2 separate regions of the Ovis aries genome follow, and region 1 is linked to region 2. A link is a contact called in public Hi-C data. All regions are on one chromosome and are shown on one strand. The core of a region is the stretch at or near the end of the contact, and the rest is flanking DNA. Distances in the headings are between cores, read along the strand shown.

Region 1 (3,207 bases), core at 148-2,647, 130 kb after region 2:
TCACTAATTTCTTTTTAATCATGGTAATTTCTGAAATAAAATAATTGGTTTGAATGAGTAACTGTGGCGTGCCAGGGAGTGGGAAGGGGGAGCCAGTGCCTTCCAGCCTCATATCAAGGACCACTTGCAGCAGTGCCCAGATCCTGGATGGCCTCACTTCACTCAACATATGCCTTTTTTGGTGTTTTGTTTCATAGAATATAATCTAGGAGTGTAAAAAGGCCGCCCTTGATGAGAGTCTCTGGGGACAATTCCACAGGAAGCTTTACTCAGGGCCTCTCAGGCTCATCAACCCTTGGCTCCAGCCTGTTGCTGCAGGGTGAGCTGTATGATGGCAGAGAGGAGAGAGCCACCCCCACAACAGGCCATTCCAGAGTCACTTGGCCTCTGGTGGCTTCCATGACACAATCGGATTTGCCATTCAGAGTTGGCTAATTCTCCCTTTTTTTGTTTACAGACCTGATGGGCATTACCAGTCCCAAAGAGCTGGTCAGAAGCCCTGACCCTCTCATCCTGCTCTCAGCAAAGATTTAATAGCCGTGTCCTGCTGCAGCGAGGTTTTGTGTTCCTCAGACTTCATTATTATTACAAAACATGCACTGGAGCTTCATCCTAAATAATTAAAAACCTCTGACAAAGAAAATGAGCCCAGTACATCCTGTGATACAGCAAACTGATTTTCCCCTGCACCACAGCCGTCTGTTGGCCTACTAATTCCCCAAGCTCCAGAATTAACAATGGGCAGCTCTGTTCTTAAGAGAATTACCCAGGTTTGGCTCTGATTCCTTCTTTGTAATGGGGCAAAGGGGTGGGTTGGCTGGGTTCCTACCCGTCTCTCAAGGAGGACTTCAGTGTGCTTCCCATTGTAATTAAGTATCACTGTAATAACAGATATGCGGAGTTCTTCATAATGTGGATCACTTCTGGAAGACAAAACACAGCTGCCTGTATGACGTGTCATATGTAGTTGTTTTCCACTTTAAAGACAAAAAGTGAAGGAAAAGAAGAACTGAAGACAAAAAGTGAGGCTGGAAAGTCTCAGGCAGGTCCACTGTGTTCTGAGGCTCATGGTAAATGATCAGGGACATGAAGTGACTAAAAATGATTGTAGTTGTGCTAGTTTCTCCCTTAAGCTGATAGCCTGATTCACAAAGGGAAGTTGAGGAGGGGCTGTTACATATTAAAAGGAACTAAAGAAATGAAATGCAGTAAATGTTCTTTGTTTGGATATCCTGATTTGAACAAAACAAGTTTAAAAAGAAAGTAATTCTTAGATAAACAGTGGAATTTAAAAATGGACCAGGCCTGATACCAATGATTATTCAGACTGTGTTCTGTGTAATGAATATATTCTGAAACCTGGAGGAGTAAATGGCCACTTTAGGACAAGTGCCGTTTACTCTGAAATACTTGAGCAGAAAAATGATCAAGGGTGGAGTGGTGAAGCAGATAGTATAGTCTGGCAAAGTCTGGATGATTGTTGGGTTATGGGGATTCATTTGACCCCTCCTCAGACTTTATGTATGTTTGCATAGTGGTGCCTTAAGGTGACTGAGTTTGAGTAAGCCCTGGGAGTTGGTGATGGACAGGGAAGCCTGACATGCTGCAATCCATGTGGTCACAGAGTTAGACATGACTGAGCAACTGAACTGAAGGTGACTGGGACATAAGTTCTTTAGAAGGAAATAGCTATTGTATTTTATTAAGTAATTTACAAAACGTTCCATTTCAACTTCTTTGGTTGTAAATTCCTACATTTTAAAATGGGGATAATGGATTAACTAAATAAATGCTAATCCCCACCCTCACCCTCAAGATTTGTATGTAAAAGTATGACCAGGTTTCCCCCCAGGATACCTCACTACCTCATTATACCTCCGACCATTCTCTACTGAATCGCGCACATTTAGTATTCTCTAACTCAAGAATTTTCCATCTTGCTCTCTGCCTAGCCCTCTCTGTTCCTTGTCATCTGTCACAAGAAGGAAGGGAGAGTGTCAAGAGCTCTACTGCTACCAAAAGGCTATGCTGGCCTGCCCCTACCCTTCTGGGGGCTGGGACCAAGGGGAGGGTCTCCTGGGAGTGCTCCACCTCACTGCTCATGTCTGAGGCCTCCTGGATCTGTCACGTAACCAGGCTGAGTTCCCTGAATGTGACAGGATTGCCCAGTGATCAGATCCCCTAATACCACGATTTGGGTATCGCCACCGCCACTTATTAGCTGTGATCTTGGGCCAATCAGTTGCATTTCCTGTGCTTCAGTTTTTTCCTTGGTTAAAGTGATGATAATAAATAGTTAGCTCACGAGGTGATGATTAAATGAAATAAATATATAAAGTAACTACTAGAGTGCTTTTCATAGAATAAATACTCATAAATATTTGTTACCATTCTCCCTAGGTTTTCTTATATAAAAAACATTTTTGGGAAATAATGCTTATATGATTGATGAAAAAAGTAATTTGTTATTTAGTCTCCCCATCTTATCACAAAGCACAGAATAATTCTGTTCAGTCAGTGTATTACTAGCAATACTGCTTTTTACTGTTCATGACTTAAAATTGATATTTTGGGGATTTAGTAACACCCTTTTCTATGGGGTACAGTTAATACAAAGAAATAGCACAGATGACATGCCATTCTAGGAAGAAAAAGAGTATAGAAACTAGACATCTGAATTGGAATGCTAGCTTTTTTCCTTATTGCCCTTTTGGATAATCTCTCGAGGCCACATCTCCCTCAACTCTGAAATGGGAACATGAGGCCTGCAGGGAGGTCCGTGGTGGGTGTAAGGAGAGCCCCGAAGCCCTCACAGAGTTCCTGGTTTGTGAGAGTCGCTCTGCAGATGTGTCCAAGGTTATGGCAGGTTAGCGCAATGCACTTGCTGAGAATGTGGACAGGGTACGTGACATACAGGACTGGTAGCCCCTGTGGGAAGACCTGCTGTACTCTTGCTGATGCTGAGGCTGCAGAATCTAACGGCCCAAATCCAAGGACCTGCTTTTCTTGAATTCTTCTCAAGGTGCCAAACAGACAAGAACCTCTGCATTTACCAAAACTTGTTCTAGAAATATTCATATGACCTCCTAGTTCACCTCTTCATGACCCAGCTGGGGCAGACTGAGGTTTCTAAACCTCATAGTTAACCTATCAAATGGACAGTTTACCCTGAGAAAGTCAGGAATTGGATGGAAGAATAAAACCATG
Region 2 (3,527 bases), core at 983-3,482:
AGAGTGTTGGTTTTCCTTACTTCCCAATTTATTCCCAGTGCTTGAAGGAACATCCTCCTCTTTATTTGTCTAATCCATTCAAATATCTACTAAATGCCAAGGACTGTCCCTGATGCTAGGCATACAGGGGTGATAAAATAGACTCATTGTTCCACAATATGTTGAAACAATTTAATTCTGTTCATCAAAAAATAGCTCAATTCAATCAAAATGGAGTACCTGATAGTGTTTAAGAGCCCAGGCTGGGAGACATTTTCAAAAATCTTAGATCTTTGGCTAGGAAATCAGACACTTACTTGAAGATTCCTGACTTTTACTTGATTTTCTAATTTTTCTATCTCTCTGCAACTCATGTATAGACATATTTAGAGGATGCAAACTTATAATTTTTTTCCCTTGATGCCATTTAAAATTTTGGCATGTTGAATTTCAATGTTTAATTAGTCAGTTAACTTTAAATTTTAATTTCACAGCATTCACATAAGGGGGTGAAGCTGGTGAAGTCTGCCCTTTCTGCTTTCCTAGCCAAGGTGAAATTTAATTATAGTCGATTCTTCTCCAGGTTCTGCATCCTTGAATTCACCTAAGGGCAACTGCATTTTCTAGGCCAAATATGCTTTAAATGGGAAGTCTAAAATATAGATCTTACGTCTAGAGGACTTGTTTGATCTAACTCATGGTATGTGTGCGTCTAGGGGTGGAGGTAATGGCAAATGAAAGAAGGCAGTCACACACCTGTCATCTGACAATCCTATATGCACTCTTGACCTGCAGTAGTAGTAGAATCATGCCCTCATTTTCCATTCTGGATCAACAGGTTCAGAGACTTCTCAGAAACAACATAAAATGGGAAAAACGGATTCCTTTCTTAAGATACAATTTCCTCTGAGGTTCCATTAAGGCAGAAAGCAGTATGAGTTACACCTCTTGTAGCTATTAGATCAAATAAAATTTGAAAGAGCAAGGATTTTTGTTGGCTGTCATGTTACAACAAAATATAAGCAAACCACATTTTAAAGTAAACTACCTCAATTGAAAGTGGAAAAACAAAATACCAGAATGGAATTTTGCTGTGGCGATCCTAGTTTTCCCATTTTTCTTTCATTTTTTCCTTTATCTTTATTTCACATTATTTTGCATTTTCTCATAAGTCATAATTTCATCTCGGTCTAGAATGGTGAAGTCGATTTACTTGGCTGTTAAATATCGTGTGCCTTTTTCAAAAACGACAGGAGAGCTTGTAAGAAAACAAAAACAACTCCAATGGCATAAAAAGTTGGAAGCTAGTAGGAGGCTCTTGGAAACTGGGCCGCTTTATTTTTCTGCTCAGGATTTAGATTTTTCTTTTTCATTTTTAAAAAAAAATGATTTAGATTTCTGTCTCCAGGAACTTTGCGGATAGTTTCACCTATTAAGTCTCCCTTGCCCCTCTGCGAGACAGTGACAATTCCGTGTCCTCCCCAGTCGCACTGCACAGTTGAGTGTATATTATTTTCTACTACTCAACTTGGATCAGAGGTGACGGGACATACTTTCTAACCGAATGGCGTTTTAGAAATAGGAACGGGAAAGAACACTGAACTAGGCGAAGAGCCGCCCCACGGATCTGCTCCGCGCTGCAGAGCGGCAGGCGGGAGGCGCCAGCGCCGAGGCTGCCTTCGGGGCAACCGGACGGGTGTTCGCGGGGCGGCGAGTGCTGGGGGCTTACGGGGCCGAGATCCCCGCCTTGCCGGAGAAGCCGCGGCTGCGTTCCGGAGGCAGTGGGCACCCGGCTGGCGGAGGCCGCCATATTCCCGGTTTACCACGCCCGGGCGGCGGGCCGGCAGCGGCAGGTTGGCGGCGGCCCCGGCTGCGCCTCGGCGACCCGGCCCCGCCTCCCGCCGGGGGCGGCCGTGACCGCTGAGCCCGCGGGCCCGACCGAGGGCGCGGGAGCGGGAGGCGCCCGCAGAGCCCGAGGGGGCCGGCTCAGCGAGGGAGCGGCGCGAGCGAAGCGAAAGCCGCACTGGGAGGCGCGCCGCGGCGGCTGCGAGCCCAGGAAAGCCTTCCAGGAGGGGCCGGGCGGCACCGCCTCCCTCTCCCCTCCTCCCGCGCCCGTCCCCTCCCCTCCCTCCACCTCCTCCCTCTGCCGCCGCCGCCTCCCTCCCGGATCTGTGCTCCAGTTCAGAGAAAGAAGAAAATGTGTGTGTGTGGCGAGGGGGAGGGAGAGCACTGAGCAGCCGCTCTGCGCCTGGCAATCGGGGCCGGGGGTGGGCGTCTGGCGGAGGCGGAGGAGCGCGCGGCAGCCGGGCGGGCGGGCCGGCGAGCCGGGTTTGCGCGCGAGCCGGGCGGTGGGCGCGGGCAGGGCCGAGGGCGCCCGGGAGCCGTGTCAGGCGGCAGCTAGGAGCCGGCGCGCCAGGCGCGGGGAGCCGTCGGCGACCGCTTGCTGCGGGGACGCCCCGGTGGATGTGCTCTCGCCGCCGGGCGCACGGCTTAGGGGAGCCTCGGCGGCGGCGGCGGCGGCGACGGCGCGGGGGGCCAGGCGGGCCGCCTGTTCCCGGGGAAGGAGGCGCGGGCGTCTGAGCGAGGCCGGGCGCGGCGGCCTTCCCTAGCGCGCCCCCCAAGCCAGCGCCCGCGGCCGCCTCCCGCGCCGGCCTCGCTCCTCCCGGCAGCCAGAGCCGCCAGCAGCCGCCGCACCCCCGGCCCACCTGGTGGCTCCGGTCGTGGCCGCGGCCCCCGCGGCGGTTCCCCGAGCTCGTCCCGGACGCGCGCCCGGGCGGCGGGGGCTCGGCGGCCACCGCTGCCTCGGGGGAGCGAGGGCGGGAGGGTGTGTGTGCGCGCGTGTGAGCAGGGGGTGCCGGCGGGGCTGCATTGGAGGCACTTTGAAAGAATGACTCTGGAGTCCATCATGGCGTGCTGCCTGAGCGAGGAGGCCAAGGAAGCCCGGCGGATCAACGACGAGATTGAGCGGCAGCTCCGCAGGGACAAGAGGGACGCCCGCCGGGAGCTCAAGCTGCTGCTGCTCGGTGAGTACCGCCGCGGCCGTACGCCGCGGGCCCTCCCGCCGGACCTCTGCGCCTCCTGCCCACCACCCCCAGTCCCCGTTCTGCGGCCCCGGCCCCAGGGCGCGGGGCGGCTTGCCCCTGCCCTCCCCGGGCGCGGCCCCGGCCACTACCCGCACCCTGAAGGGCGCGCGCGCGCGTGCAGACGCAGGCACGCGCAGAGGGGTCGCGGCTGCTCTGCCCAGGGCCTCGGCTTGTCCCTTTCGGTAGCCCTGAGGGCTGTGCACTCGGGGTGCGCGTTTGTCTGCTGTGCATCTGCTGAATGGCAAATCGCTTCGGGGAGAAGCGCGGGTGGGAAGGTGGGCAGGAGGGTTGAACTTCCAGTGTCGTGGCCGTGGCGCCCGGTGGGGTGGTGGAGAGGAGAACTGTGTGTGCGTGTGGCCTTAGGTGTCAAGCGGAGCCAGGGCGTGCGGTGGGGTGGCCTGTGTGCATCTTTTATCAGTGCTTTTAGGGGTCGGGAGCGAATGGTGGAACGGTGAGCAGACTCGC

The links. Hi-C and Micro-C count contacts between places; a contact is called where the count stands out from the background.
Region 1: a Hi-C map of hypothalamus shows a contact between it and region 2, with 3 times the contacts expected there. The contact joins the enhancer-like site here to the promoter of GNAQ in region 2. A contact is called at or near these places in 2 of 16 Hi-C or Micro-C datasets (hypothalamus and retroperitoneal adipose tissue).

Annotation. Positions count from the first base shown.
Region 1 is chr2:58,973,409-58,976,615 of ARS-UI_Ramb_v3.0, forward strand. The region is part of intron 2 of GNAQ (G protein subunit alpha q); the gene reads left to right. Among named protein-coding and RNA genes, the nearest start is that of TRNAW-CCA, 97 kb to the left of the region's middle. Within about 2 kb of position 1,398, at least 11 of the 54 cell types and tissues checked have an H3K27ac peak or open chromatin away from gene starts, as enhancers often do. A contact at or near this core is called in hypothalamus, where this site is marked.
Region 2 is chr2:58,843,030-58,846,556 of ARS-UI_Ramb_v3.0, forward strand. GNAQ (G protein subunit alpha q) reads left to right here and starts at 2,233. Exons shown (of 7, transcript XM_015093177.3): 1 at 2,233-3,002. The coding sequence starts at 2,867.